2 separate regions of the Oryctolagus cuniculus genome follow, and region 2 is linked to region 1. Evidence: chromatin contacts called from public Hi-C data. All regions are on one chromosome and are shown on one strand. Each heading gives the region's core, a stretch centred on a gene start, on an enhancer-like site or on the middle of the called end of the contact. The rest is flanking DNA. Distances are from core to core; before and after follow the strand shown.

What was found. Hi-C and Micro-C count contacts between places; a contact is called where the count stands out from the background.
Region 2: a contact with region 1 is called in a Hi-C map of psoas muscle, with 8 times the contacts expected there. The contact joins the enhancer-like site here to the promoter of SPATA32 in region 1. A contact is called at or near these places in 4 of 6 Hi-C or Micro-C datasets (ear pinna, psoas muscle, skin fibroblasts and 1 more).

Annotation. Positions count from the first base shown.
Region 1 is chr17:18,459,397-18,466,606 of mOryCun1.1, forward strand. SPATA32 (spermatogenesis associated 32) reads right to left here and starts at 4,544. Exons shown (of 5, transcript XM_008271596.4): 1 at 4,395-4,544. The coding sequence starts at 4,407. It overlaps MAP3K14 (mitogen-activated protein kinase kinase kinase 14), which reads right to left. Exons shown (of 16, transcript XM_008271593.4): 16 at 5,694-7,141. The coding sequence ends at 6,977.
Region 2 is chr17:18,558,578-18,565,787 of mOryCun1.1, forward strand. LOC103351585 (a long non-coding RNA gene) reads left to right here. Exons shown (of 4, transcript XR_007911546.2): 3 at 4,971-5,126. Among named protein-coding and RNA genes, the nearest start is that of ARHGAP27, 37 kb to the right of the region's middle. Within about 2 kb of position 4,549, at least 1 of the 8 cell types and tissues checked has an H3K27ac peak or open chromatin away from gene starts, as enhancers often do.

The DNA.
Region 1 (7,210 bases), core at 3,294-5,793:
GGGTACTTGGAAGAAGCTCCTGGCTTCGGATTGGCACAGTTCCGGCTGTTGCGGCCACCTGGAGAGCGAACCAGTGTATGGAAGACCTCTCTCTCTGTCTCTACCTCTCTCTGTAACTCTTTCAAATAAATAAAAAAATAAATCTTAAAAAAATAAAGTTAGTTGAGGATGAGCTGGAACAACATGGAGGTGTAAAATATAAGAGCCAGGAAGAAAATAATGTGTCCAGCCCAAGAAAGCAGTTACATTCCAGGTTAGCCGTACAGAGGCTCGCAATGAGTTCAGCTTGGTGCAGACCCTGCAGGGTAGGTCTGCTGAAAGAAAACCTGCTAGAATAGCTGGTTAAATGCAGAGGCTGCAGAAAACTGAGACTATGAGAAAACTGGGGTATAAGAAAAAGGCAACCGGAAACTTTAGGAAAACAAAAAGCTGTGTAGGCAAGAAAAGGTAACTGTGGTATCTTTCCCGACTGCAGTAAATAGTAAATAGCTACAATGTAAACCTTGCTCACTAACTTCCAATTTTTAGAATGAATATATAGATACATATACACAAAGTATGTGGGAGCCATGAGGAGTCAATGTAAGTGTTACTCATCTTGATATTAAAAAAGAAACTGGTCCACTCCAAGCCTTTGGTGCACATGTTGGGAGTCAACCAGTGGGTGGAGCCCTCTTTCTCTGTCTCTGTTTCTCAAATAAATACTTAAAAAAAAAACAAAAACAAAAACACAGGTTGGAGTTCTTGGGAGGTGGATGGCAGACAGGTGAAGTTGAAGGGAGGGGTGGAAGGGGAGGGGCACTAAAATATTGTCTAACTTTGTGGGATGCCAAGAGATTCTGTCTTAAGTTGACGAACAAACAAACACGTGAGTCCACTGGGGTGGGTGTTGAGCCTGGTAAGATGCCTGTGTCCCACATCAGAGTATCTGGTCCACACCTGGCTGTGCTCCTGAGTCCAACTTCCTATTACTGCAGCCTCCAGGAGTCAGCAGTAATGACTTAAGTACTTACGTCCCCACGACCCACGTGGGAAACCTAGATTGTGTTTCCAGCTCTTGCCTTTGGACCTGGCCCAGTCCTGGCTGTGTGGGCATTTGGGGAGTGAACCAGCAGATGAGAGAGCTCTCTGTCTGCCTGCCTGATTCTCAAAATTTTAAAAAAGTTTATTTATGGGAGGGGGGAGGGGATATCTTCAAACTGCTGGTTTACTCCTCAAATGTTTGCAACAGCTGACAGGCCAAAGCCAGGACCCAGGACTTCCCCACATGGGTGGCAGGGACCCAGGTAATTGGGCTATGATCTGCTGTCTCCCAGGATGCACATTTTGCAGGAAGCTGGGTGGGAAGTGGAGGTGGGACTCAAACCCAGGCACTCGAATATGGGATCGCAGCATCCCAAGCAGCGTGCTAACCTGCTGTGCCACAATGCCTATCCCCACATAAATAAAAAATTTTTTTTGACAGGCAGAGTGGACAGTGAGAGAGAGAGACAGAGAGAAAGGTCTTCCTTTGCCATTGGTTCACCCTCCAATGGCCGCCGCGGCCGGCCCACCGCGCTGATCCGATGGCAGGAGCCAGGTGTTTCTCCTGGTCTCCCATGGGGTGTAGGGCCCAAGCACCTGGGCCATCCTCCACTGCACTCCCGGGCCACAGCAGATAGCTGGCCTGGAAGAGGGGCAACCGGGACAGAATCCGGCGCCCCGACCGGGACTAGAACCCGGTGTGCCGGCGCTGCAAGGCGGAGGATTAGCCTAGTGAGCCGCAGCGCCAGCTGTAAATAAATTTTTAAAAAATGAAATCTAAGTATATATTAATTCTACAAAGGAATCAGCAAATCTAAAACCAATTGAGAGCATGGGGCACTACAGTGCCTGTAGAGCAGGAAATTGGTAATATCTGGAGCTAAGAAACCAAGACGTAGCCTGCAAGCTTGTAGAGAGAAGAAGGCAACCAGGCAGCAAAACAGCTCAGGTCGCACAACCGTGGTTGCTTGGAGGATGGAGACAGAGGTGTGGTGGGGCCGGTTCTTTTCCTCCCTGGACAAGCTCTTCAGTAGGGTTGAACCACCTGCGTGTATTTCTGTGATAAAGTTACAAGAAAATTTTGAGCTCCTGGCCAGGCAGGGAGCAGGGGGCGGAGGATGCATTGCTGAACGCAGTCCCTGCCCCCACATCACGCTCAGGCCTATGGCTGAGGCCCTGGGAGCCTCTCAAATCTCTGTTCCTTGCTGGAATTGCCCCTGTGCTCTGGACCCGAACTCCAGTCACTGCGTGCACGCTTTTCCCTAAGAAGACTTCAGGTTCACCTGCTCATCCCTTGTGGAAAGTGAGCCGTCTCTTCTCTACGGATGCCCTTGGTTCCCAGCCCACTGCGAGGGGTCAGGGCTGCCCCCGCCTGCCCCTGCAGCCTCCATCTGGGCCTCAGATAGACCCTAGCGGGGTTTGTGTGCTGCTCCCTCTGAACCTCGCATCCCCAGGTGGGTGCTCAGCAAACATCCTTGCCAAGAAATGAGTTCCCCGTTTCCTGCCCCAAGCTCACACTGTGCAGGCAGACTCTGGCGCCCCCTGTCTTTATTTGCAGCCTCTCATGCAGTGACACAGGCCCCCCCCCCCCCCCCCCCATTCACCCTTGACTCTGGCAGCCAGATGAGAAGCCGAGCTCGGCTGAGTCTCCCTGTGATGCTGACCTTGGACGCATCCCTGTCCCGTTCCCATTGCCTCTTTCCTCATCTCTCAGAACCAGAGCCAGCAGAGATCTGCGCTGGGGGCCGAGGGTTCAGGGATGGACACAGGTGCTAAGTGCCTCACGCCTGGAAGATGCGGGGGCCCCAGCCCCTGTGATGTTATGGCCACGACAAGGGGCATACACACGTTCACACGGCTGTTGAGGGCAGCACATGGCCTGAACACAGGTGTGGCTGGCTCCACACCAGGTGCTAACCCCTGTGCTCTTACATGTGAGACGGAACCCTCTAAGGGAAAGGCAAGGCCAGCCTCTCGTCTCCCTCAGCCCAAGGTGTCCTTGCCTGTCCTTTACCAGAAGGGATTCACTGAATTAAGGGGGTGGCACAGCTGGCCCTACAAGGTTCGAATCACTGGGTTAAAGAAGTCCTTTGCTTCTCTGATAAGATAAAATCCTGCTGGCCAGTGTGGTCCAGAGGGGTTTGGGTAGGGGAATTCCAGGTGTGGGCTGGGAGATTTCAGGTCTGGGGTGGAAGGCGACTCCCACTTACATGTAACCCCCACACCAACCGAAGCCCACCTGGCCATCAAAATTTCCCTAAAGAACATGGCATCACTCTTTAGTGAGCACCACTGGCCAACCAGGAACTTGAACACGAGCTGACCATGCACCTCTCAGCCCCAACTCCAATCTAGAACCTGCATCCCTGCCTCTTGGGGACCCAGGGAAGTAAGCAGCAGCTGCCGGGCTCCGTGCTCTGCACTGTGCAATAAACACCTTTCTTCCATCACCCCGTGTCAGCGATCGGCTTTCTGCCCGTCCGGCGAGCAGACCCGCAGGTAGGGGTTCTATAGCAACACCTTCAACTAGTTCATTTCTTTAGGTCTCCAGTGGGACCACAGCAACTACATTGCCCTCTCACCAGGGCCCCTCACAGACCCCAGAGCGAGCCTGCTGCCTCACCTCTGCCCTGGGTCATGCCCAGTGATCCAGCCTCTGCCTGCTTTCCTCCCTTGGCATCCAGCTGCCTCGCCCCACGCTCCAACTGCCCGGTTTGCGCAGCTGTTCTTAAGCTCAAAGCCCCTCCGGCAAAATTCAATTCGTGCTGGAAAGCCCAACCCAGCTGTCCCAAGACAGGCTCTCTGGGACAAGCCAGGGTCCGCCCACCCTTCCGACACCGCGGCCGCTCTGAAAGGTGCCCGCTAGGTGCCGCACGGGTGATCTACGTTGCCTGCGTCAGCTCGTTAGCCCTCGGGTTGGGGAACGTGGGGAGGGGCTCTCTGGTTACTGATTCTCCGCACGTTTGTGCGCTGGCCCACGTCCTCCTGGGAGGGAAGAAAGGTCCGTTCCAGGGGGAGTGGAGCTCCGCAGAGCAGTACAAGCCCCCAGGAGCTGGACACACTTGTGTTGGAGACAGCTCCTCTCCGCTCCAGCTCCGCGGGTCCAACAGGGGCAGCGGGCGTGCCGTTGGGATTATCTTGTTTGAGAGTTCACGAGTGGTAGCCTAGGCACAAGCCCTCTGCTCTCTCCCTAGACCGGGGATCCCTTCCGCAAGGCGCTGCTCCTGGGCCGAGGCTGCACCCCGCGGGGCCTGGCTGGGCAGCACTTCCCTCCCTGGGGCTCGGGTTTGTGAGCGGGGGCGGAGCCTTGCTCCCTCACTTTCCCTTTCCCTCCCGCCCCCGCCGATCCCCGGCGCCAAGCCCGCTCCCACCTGTCGCCCCCATGCTGACCGAGGCTCTGTCGGGGAGGCGGGGAGCGGTCAGGTGGCTGCTGCCCCTCCGCCTCCAGTGCGCTGTTTGCCTTAGTGGAGGGCGCTGGAGATGCTGAGGTGCCGGCGCCTGTGATACCCCCCCCCCCCCCCGCCTCTGTGACGTCCCCACAACGACGCCTCCGCCTGCACTGCGCCCCCCGTAGGCTGCAGGGTGGAGGGCGCTGGAGACTCAAAGGGGGCCGGCCCCTGTGACATCCCGCTGCGGAGCAGGGGCTAGTCCTCAGGTCTCCGGGGAGCACCGTGGGTTTGGCCGAGGGAGCCCCCTAGTGAAGGTGGCCCGGCCCGTGGCCACAGTCCCTCTGCGAAGACCTCGGATGGTGGGCGCAGCGCGGCTAAGCCCGGCTCTGCAGGGCGCTTTGTACCCACTCTGGGAGCCGGGGGCCGGGCCCTGTAGCTGCACGCACATACCGGTGCACAGCTTTACGGGGTGCGGAGCCAGGTTACACAAGGCGCCCCACGTGCCCTGGCACCCAGGGTCACCTCTGCTCCGTGCAGGCTCTCAGGAGGCAGCACCAGTTCAACTCCCTGGATGTTAGGCCACAGGGCAGGAGGGGGGTGGAGGACATGTGCTACTACTTACCTGTTTATCCTGCCTGGTCAGGGCCCAGGACTCTAGCTCCTTTTTAAATATATTTTCAACTTCTTTGAAAGACAGAAGAGGGTGTTAGGGGGACAGAGAGGGATATTCCATTTGTTGGTGTGCTCCCCAAATGCCCACAACAGCCAGGCTGGGCCAGGCTGAAGCCAGGAGCCGGGAACTCCCACGTGGGGGGGGGGGGCGGGGGGCAGGAACTCAAGTACTTGAGCTGCTGCCTCCCAGGGTTCACATCAGCAGGAAGCTGGATGGGAAGCAGGCGCTCTGAGAAGGGACACACGTCCCAAGTGGCACCACTCGCCCAGCACCCTGTCCCCTTGCTTACTGTCGGTGGTCCTGAGTGCTCCAAAGCAGGGACAGCACGGGGCACAGGCCTTGGCGCCCGCCTTCCCCTCCTCTCAGCCAGGCAGTGGCTGGCCAGGAACCTCCCTGCTGCCACTGGGTGGGCATCTTGCCCAGCTGGGCTGAATGATGGCCCCCAGGTGGGACTGGGAGCGCCCACCAGGAGTGGCAGGAAAAGCAGCCTCACTCAGACCGAAAGTAGCCCTGGCCCCAAACAAGGGGAAACCTGAAAAGTCCCCATGCAGCAGGCGGCAGGTAGGGTTGGGAGGGGAGTGAGGCAGGGCAGAAGAAACAACCATGGCTAGGAACACATCACCCCAAACTTTATTGCTTGCAAATTCTCTCCACCCCGAACTCCACAGTACCAAGGCTGCAGTTCCTCATGTGCTGGGGGCGGGGCCCCTCCCTGGGAGCTGGCTGGCCCTGGGGGAACAGCTGGACAGAGGCCACCATGGCGAGCGCGGACATGTTTCTCCTGAGGAGTCTCAGTGCCTGCCCCCAACAATTCACAGTTGATTTAATGCTACATGAGTCCTGAGCAGCTCCCCCAGAAGCGTGGCTGGGGCGGTGGGGAAGGGGTGCTCGTGGGAAAATCTGGAAGAGGTTTGAGGAGTCACGTGCCCGAGTGGAGCCGAGGCCCTCTGCCCCACCCCCTTGCCTGCCTGCACCATGCAGGCCCACTGGCTCGCCTCCTGGAGGGCTGCGGGGAAAGTGCTTTGAGCTCATCAGAGTGCAACGTGGAGCTGGCAGTGCCCTGTGACGGGGCAGCGGAGTGTTTCCAGGGGGCCGGCGGGCTGGACGCCGACACTGGCCCGGGGAGCAGCAGCGCTTGTGTCTGCTGCTCCCCATAGCGCCCAGCGTGCCCCACCTGTGGGCTGCTCCTGCCGGGTGGGCCTCTCGTCCTCCTCTTTGCAGGTGAGGGAACAGATGTGTGCCAGCCAGCTGGAGGCAGGGGCAGGAGCGCAGCCCAGCAGCAAAGGCGAATGTGCTTGCGGGCTGAGGACCACTTCACTCTGTCACCTTCTCTGGTCCTTGCCTGGACCGGAGTTCCACCAGGCCCTGTGCTGCAGTGACCTAGCAAGTGTGCTGTGTTCTGGCGTCAGGCACTTTCCTCCTTGACTCACGAAAGGGAGGGGCAGAGAGCCAGGTAGGTGTGAGAGGCCCCACAGCTGGTTCTGGATGCCCTGGCGTGGGCCTGTGGCGCTGCCACCCTCCCGGGGCTTGCTCGTCCCTCCTCCCTAAGGCAGGTGTGCTCTCCCCTGACTACCTGAGCGGCCACCGATCCAAACAGGTCTGACCCACGCTTCTGGAGCAGGGCAGAGAAGACCTCTCTGTCCCTGAGGGCGGAGTCCTCTGTCTCCTGTGGGCACAGTGTTCTCTTGGCTGGGCTGCACAGGACTCGGCGGGGAGTCCTGGGAGGCGTTTGTGAACCTCCCTCTCCCAACGCCTCTGGCTGCTACCAGCCCCTGGTCACAGCACTGAGCCAAGGGATAGCAGATCCCTGGAGACAGCTGAGCCTGTGTCTCCGCACGACACCGAGAAGGAAGGCCACAGGGGCAGGATGGAGCCCGAGGTGGAGGCAGGGCTAGGGCCTGTTCTCCAGCTGGCCGTGCTTGACCCTCCAGCTCCAGGCGAAGCTGCCATCGGGGGCCAGGGTGCACTGCAGGTCGATGCCCGAGTCTGGCACCTCCATGTCATAGCGAACAGGCTGCCCGTCTTTGGTCACCAAGCTGAAGGCTGCGGCTGGGATCTGGGGAGTAGAACAAACCAGTGGGCTGACAGAAGTGCAGGACTGAGAAGCCACCCAGCAGCGCAAAGC
Region 2 (7,210 bases), core at 3,299-5,798, 99 kb after region 1:
TCCACTTTGGCGTCCCTGGTCCTGATTGTTCTCTTGTGACAACCCCGGCTCTTGCGCCCTACTCCCTTTGTCCAGGGACACTAGACAGGGACACTCCCTTTGGCGACACTGGTGGGACTCACACCCTCACCATGGCTGAAGCCAGCTCTCCGCTTTCTCCCCCTGCACCAGGAGAGCAGGAAGTTCCCGAGACCTTGTCACAACCAGGCCACCGACACACACACGTGCACTTGGCACAGCCCGGAAGCTGTCCTGGTGTGGACACCCACGGTGCAGACCGGATGGGCAGGGTGGGTAAGGAGGGTGCGGGCAGGGCTTGGAGTCTCTGGGTGGAGCAGCAGGGTGTGCAGCTGTGCTGTTTTCTGGAAGGATGGGGAGGAACAGGTCTGGCAGAGAAAGCGGGGCCTCGACCCTTGGCTCTGACAGTCTGATCCCACACAGGCCATAAGTCGATGGCCATCTTGTGCTCTCTGCTGCCTCTGGCTTGACCCTGTGGTCTTGTGAAAATGTCCATCAGAGCGCCTTGGCTCACTCCCCTAAGACCCCGAGTGGATTCACCTTTCACGGGACAGTCAGCCCGAATGGCTGCCAGCCTTTCCCTCGCACCCTCTGTCTTCCTCCTCCCCCCTCGTCCCCTCGTCCCCTCGTCCCCTCATCCCCTCATCCCCTCAGCTCCCACTTCCCTCCCAGAGAACATTCCAGTTCTCCAGCAACACTGGCTGCCTCCCTCGGGTCCCCCAGGGCCCAGGCACTGCCCACCCCAGCCCCTTTGCATGTGTTGTGCACTGCGCCTGCTGTTCCCTTTCCGTAGCTGGTGGCTTCTCTGACCACCCCCAGGGCAGCCCCACCCAGCCCCCGGCCCTCCGGCCGTGTCACTCGGCTGTGTTTTACAGGATTTGCTATAACCTCAGCTCGCCTATTGCTCTGAGTATGAGATTCTTGTTCTCCAGCTCCAAGGAGGCACCCTTGTTCCTGTGCCCCCGCTCCCTCGGAACACTGTACTTGGTCTGAGTTTGTGAGATGCACAAATTAATGGGGGGTGGATGGGTTTCTTTCTCCAGAGCTGCTCTGAGGGGGAGGTGGGTCGCAGGGTGGGGAAGCCCTCTGGAAACTAAGCAATGCTGCACATGGTAGGTGTTTTGCTCTAGCACCGTGCTGGCACACAGTAGGTCCTGGGGAAGTGCTAGCGAATGAACTCGATCACTCAGGCCGTTTTCAGGTGTATTAGCAGGGGGCTGGGTAGGAACCTGAGCAGCCAGGATGCAAACAGGTGCTTCTGTGGGATGCCGGCGTCAGAGGCAGCAGCTTAACCCTCTGTGCCGCAACGTGTGAACTTTTAAGCGAACTGGCTGCTTCTCACGGAGGAGGAGCCTGGTTTAGGGAACTGTTGTGCTCCCAAGAGGTAAAGTAGAAGTTCAAGGCTCTCTTACGGGTGACCTATCCATATAGGGTGGGGAAGGGAACTGGGATGATCTGGGGACATCCCTAACCTTTAGGCTGACGTCACAGCGATAACCACTCGCCACAGCGCGTCTCGTGGTGCAGGTTCTCTGTAGGGATGGACGAAGTCGCCGAGAGAGGGCTGCTTGTCTGCTGTCCCGTGAGCTCGCACAGGAACCAGGCCCTGCCAGGGAGCGGCTGGGAGATCACTCAGTGGCAGCCCTGTAGTCTCAAGTAGGTAGGGACTGAGATCCTTCTGTGCGACAGGCACCAGGCCAGCCACTAAAGGGACAGCAGACCACATAAACAGCCATGTTTTTGTTTTTGTTTCTGTTTTTAACATGGAGGCTAAGAGACATGCAGAGATAAAGAGAGAGAGTGCCAACAGCCAAGGCTGGGCCAGGCTGGAGCCAGGAGCCTGGAACTCTATCCGGGTCTCCCACAGGGGCGGCAGGGATCCAAGACCTGACCCATCACCATCACCTGCTGCCAGAGTGGCATTAGCAGGACGCTGCAGGCACTCGGACAGGGGTGTGGACGTCCCAAGCAGGGACCTGACCACTGCACCAGGTGCCCGCCGCCCCGAACCAGTCACTTGTCACTCAGCCAAGTCAGTCCCGACTGTTAGGAGCCCCAAATGTACTTGGGAGCCTCCCCGTCCCCCAGAGAAGCCCTCAGGGTAAACACCCTGTGATTTCACAGCTTCTGACTTGTGTAGCAGTGGAACCACAGAGACTGCTCTTCCATTGCTCACCTCCTGTGTAGTTTAATTTGTTCACTCTCACTTTTATGCCGTATTCCATTGGGAGAATTACTGCAGTGTATCTGTCCGTCCTGCTGAGATACTTAGTGGTTGTCTTCAAATCTGGCCATCGTGAGCCAGGCTGCTGCGAACACTCTTGTGTGTGGGTGTTGGGGACACTAAGCACTCGTTTCTGAGGGAACCATAGCTGTGAATCAGATTCCTGGGTCCCAGGGTGATGCAGGTGTGTGTGGCTTCCCAGAGCAACTGGTGCCATTGAGGGAGTAGAAGTGCCCGTTGCTGCCCGGCCGTGCTGGCGTTCGCTCCTGGAACTCGGTTTCATTTTAGCCCTGGTGGATGTGCACGCTGATATCACGTGTCTTTAATTTGCATTTCTCTGATGACTTATGAAATTGGGCGTGTTTTATTTATTGGTTATGTAGCATACTTCGAAAAGTACATGGAAATTGGAATTAAAAGATGTTTTAGTAAAAAAAATTTCTGAAGATTTATTTTTTATTTGAAAGGCAAAGTTACAGAGAGAGAGAGAGAGGCAGATAGAGAGACACAGAGAGAGGTCTTCCACCCACTGGTTCACTCCCCAAATTGCCAAAATGACCAGGGCTGGGCCAGGCTGAAGCCAGGAGCCAGAGCTTCTTTTGAGTCTCCCACGTGGATGCAGGGACCCAAGCGCTTGGGCCATCTTCCGCTGCTTTCCCAGGCCATTAGCAGGGAGCTGGGTCTTAAGTGGAACAGCTGGGACTCGAACTGGCTCCCATATGGGATGCTGGCACCTCAGGCAGTAGCTTAGGCCCTGTGCACCACAACACGCAGCCCCTCACTCTGTCAAGAAAGAAAGGGAGAGAGACAGAAAGAAAAGGAAGAAAGAAATGTTGAAAAAAAAAGTCTTTGTGGGGACTGGCGCTGTGGCGCAGTGGGTTGGTTAACACCCTGGCTTGAAGCGCCAGCATCAAGACCCGGCTGCTCCACTTCCCATTCAGCTCTCTACTATGGCCTGGGAAAGCAGAAGATGGCCCAAGTCCTGGGCCCCTGCACCCACAGGGGAGACCTGGAAGAAGCTCCTGGCTCCTGGCTTCTGATCGGTGCAGCTCCGGCCATTGTGGCCATTGTGAACCATCAGATGGAAGACCTCTCTCTGTCTCTCTGCCTCTCCTCTCTCTGTGTAACTCTGACTTTCAAATAAGTAAATAAATCTTAAAAAAAAAAAAGAAAAAGTCTTCGCTGGGCCCTCCTGAGAGCCAGGCTGTGGGCACCCGGGCACGAAGGAGAAGATTTCCAGGCAGGTGCTAAGTGCGCTCGGCTTTCTTTGGCAGGGCCGCACGGGGAGAGTCTATTCAAAGTGCACACAACACACACATTTGGGGACACAGAGGCTGAGACTCACATTTTTAAAAGGCCGCTCCGTGCTGTGCACTGACAGCTTCCTGGAGGAGTGGGGCTGGTGGCAGAGAACAGGGGGAGGTCAGCTGGCACGGGGGGACACCTTGCACAAGGATGTGGAGGTGGCGACCTGCAGGTGCTGGTGAGAGAGACACCCAGGGAGGCTGAGCACCAGTGAGTGAGTGGGTAGCTAGGAGCCAGGGGCCAGGGAGCTGGAGATGGGGTAAAAATGGCAGAGAGGCCGGCGCCACCGCTCACTAGGCTAATCCTCCACCTTGCGGCGCCGGCACACTGGGTTCTAGTCCCGGTCGGGGCGCCGGATTCTGTCCTGGTTGCCCCTCTTTCAGGCCAGCTCTCTGCTGTGGCCCGGGAAGGCAGTGGAGGATGGCCCAAGTGCTTGGGCCCTGCACCCCATGGGAGACCAGGAGAAGCACCTGGCTCCTGCCTTCGGATCAGCGTGGTGCACCAGCCGCAGCGCGCCGGCCGCAGCAGCCATTGGAGGGTGAACCAACGGCAAAGGAAGACCTTTCTCTCTGTCTCTCTCTCTCACTGTCAACTCTGCCTGTCAAAAATTAAAAAAAAATGGTGCAGAGAGAGTGGGCTGGATTCCGATGGTGAGGGGTGCAGGTGCACGTCTGAGGAGGGTGCCCACCACCCGGCAGAGGAACCAGAGGCGGCTGACTCCTGGGCCCCTGGGAATGTTGGCCTGGCTCCCCTGCAGTGGCAGAAGCCAACACAGTAAGTGCCCAGCCTGCACCTGTGACTGGTGCTAAAACCACATGGCTGCAGGGCACAGGGTGGTGACTTGCAGGCAGGGAGGAGACTGACAGGGGATGTAGAACACAGGGGCAAAGCCTAAGGCTCCAGGTGTGGAAGAAGCAGGCTGGGGAAGGGCAGTAGTTTTTGGAGTGGGGAGGATGGGCAGGCAGAGGTGCTGAAGCCCAGCCCTGTAGCCTGAGCTCAGGGAAGCTAATGGGCTTCTCTCTGCCCACCCAGCCCACCTCCTCCAGGACTCACCCTGCCTCTCCCCGGGGGGCTACATCATCAGCCTCATCTCCCAGCCTTGGAGCTCAGGGCTGGATGCGAACCTGTGGGTTGAGGTCGAGAGGGAGACAAGCCGGAGTTTTCTTGGCCCACTTGCACAAAGGCCCAGAGCTCATGCTAAGCCTCCTCCTGTGCCCAGTTGGAATCACCCCTTGGGCAATAGGCATTTAGCACCCCCTGCTGGCAGCTCTGCTTCCAGCACTCCAATATCTCTGGCAGATGCTCACACAGCAGGCCTAAAATCAGGGCCAGCTCCAGGCTGAGCAGACATGGCATGAGGTCTGGCTGGGATGCGTCTGTGGATACTAGAAGTTTCCTCATTGCTCTCCATCCTTCCCTGCAGCCGAGAGACCCTCTTTAAAAGCGTAGCTGTGGAATACTACTCAGTAGGACTGGTACCCGCGGCCACTTGAATGGATCTGGCGGCACGAAGCGGAGAGGGACAGGATGGCTGGAAGAGCTCCCCCTTGTGTGAGTCCACGTGTATTACAGTCCCCAGGTAAAAATCGCGGCGATGGGAGAAACGCAAGGTTGCGGGGCGGAGCGGGGGGGGGGGGGGGGGGGGGGCCTGCCAGGAGCTTCCTCCGGGTCTCCCATGTGGGTGCAGGGGCCCAAGGACTCATAGGAGATGTTGGTGTTGCAGGTGGCAGTGTAACCCACTGTGCCACTACACTGGGCCCCATTTTTCTAATGTTTGTTTGTTTATCTATTTGAAGGGCAGAGAGACAGGACAGAGTTCTCCTATCTACTGTTCATTCCTCAAATACCTGCAATAGTCGGGTTTGGGCCAGGTCAAAGCCAGGAGCCAGCCTCATGGGTGGCAGGGACCCAGCTGCTTGAGCCACTACTTCCTGTCTCCCAGAATCTGCTTCCGCAAGAAGCTAGCGCTGGGGGCTGAGCTGGGACCTGAACCTGGGCCCTCTGACATGAACCTCGGGAGCGTCCTAACAGCTGTATCAAACACCCTCCCCAGACCATAGAGCTGATTGAGCCGTTCTGTGCCTTGACTGCGGCTGTGCACCTGTGATAAAGTGCAGCTGTGCACCTGTGATAAAGTGCCAGGGAGTTGTGCACAAAGATGACCGAAACATGGGTGCGTGCAGAATGGCAAGATCAGGTGAGGGCCGCAGTCCGGCAGCTGTGGTCAGCGCCTGCCAGTCACTTCCCTGGTTTTGCTAACGCACTGGAGTTATGTAAGATGTCACCCCTGGGGGAAGTGGGTGATGGGCACACGGGACCCCTCTCTACCAATTATTCATTCTGTCCCATGGGCCATAAAGAATGAAGTTCAGGGGCCAGCGCAGTGGCACAGTGCCTATGAGCGGGTTAAGCCTCCACCTGCATCACTGGCATCCTCAAAGGTCCCAGTTCCGAGTCCCAGCTGCTCCACTTCCGATCCAGCTCCCTGCTATGGCGTAGGAAAGCAGTGGAAGATGGCACAAGTCCTTGGGCCCCTGCACCCATGTAGGAGACCTGGAGGAAGCTCCTGGCTTCGGCCTGACCAGCCCTGGCCATTGTGGCCATTTGGGGAGTGAACCAGTGGATGGAAGAGCTCTCTCTGCCGCTCCTTCTTTCTATAACTCTGCCTTTCAAATAAAATAAACAAGAAGGAGAAGGAGGAGGAGGAGGAGGAGGAGGGGAAGGGGAAGGGGAAGGAGAAGGAGGAGAAAGGTCACGGGCAGGTGTCTGGTCTGAGACGCTGGTTAGGACGCCTGCATCCCACATTGGGTGCTTGCATTTGAATCCTGGCTCTGCCTCCTGACTCCAGCTTCCTGCTCATGCACACCCTGCCAGGCGGCCGTGATGGCTCGCGTGATTGGCTCTCCACGTGGGGAGTTACACTGAGTTCCTAGGTCCCAGCTTTGGCCTGGCCGAGCCCTGGCTGCTGCAGGCATTTAGGGAGTGAAGCAACAGATGGGAGATCTCTCTATCTGTCTCTCTCTCTCTCAAATGCTTTTTCAAAAATGAAGTCCACCGTCCCAGCAGGACAAGAAGCCCTGCATGGCCTGGCATCTTCTGCCCGAGTGAGCACCAGTCTGCCATCTCCCGGGCCCTCCCTGGAGGCAGGTGCAGGAGGACGCCTGCCCTCAGGCAGCACAGGGTGTCCCCCGGGCAGGGCTGCTTGTGCTAATCCCAGTGGGTGCCCTCCTGTCCCCGCTGCCCCACCCCATGCCACCACTGGGCTGACGTCATGGAGAGATTGCTCCTAAACTCTACAAGCAGAGGGTCTCAAGCCAGGTCCTGCCCACCAGGCCCCCTGGCTGCACTCCCGGGGTTCCTCCCTGCCCTTTCTGTGCCCGGCTCGCGAGCCTGGCTCTGGGCCGTGCGTGCGGCACGGGTCTCCCTTACTAATCATGGGAACTCTAGAGCTCTCTAGGCAGGTGTGCATAGCTGAAGTTGCCGGCCAAGCACACATAGTTGCCCCAGCTCTCTCTGTAGGAACAAGGCAGGCATGGGCACAGGCCCTGAGAAGCTGACCGGGGGCCAGCACAGAAGGCCCGAGAGCGAGTGAGGCACAGGGCCCGGCAGGTGTTTACTGAGTGTGTGCTCGGGCCAGACCTCTCAGAGCGCGGCAAGGGTTAG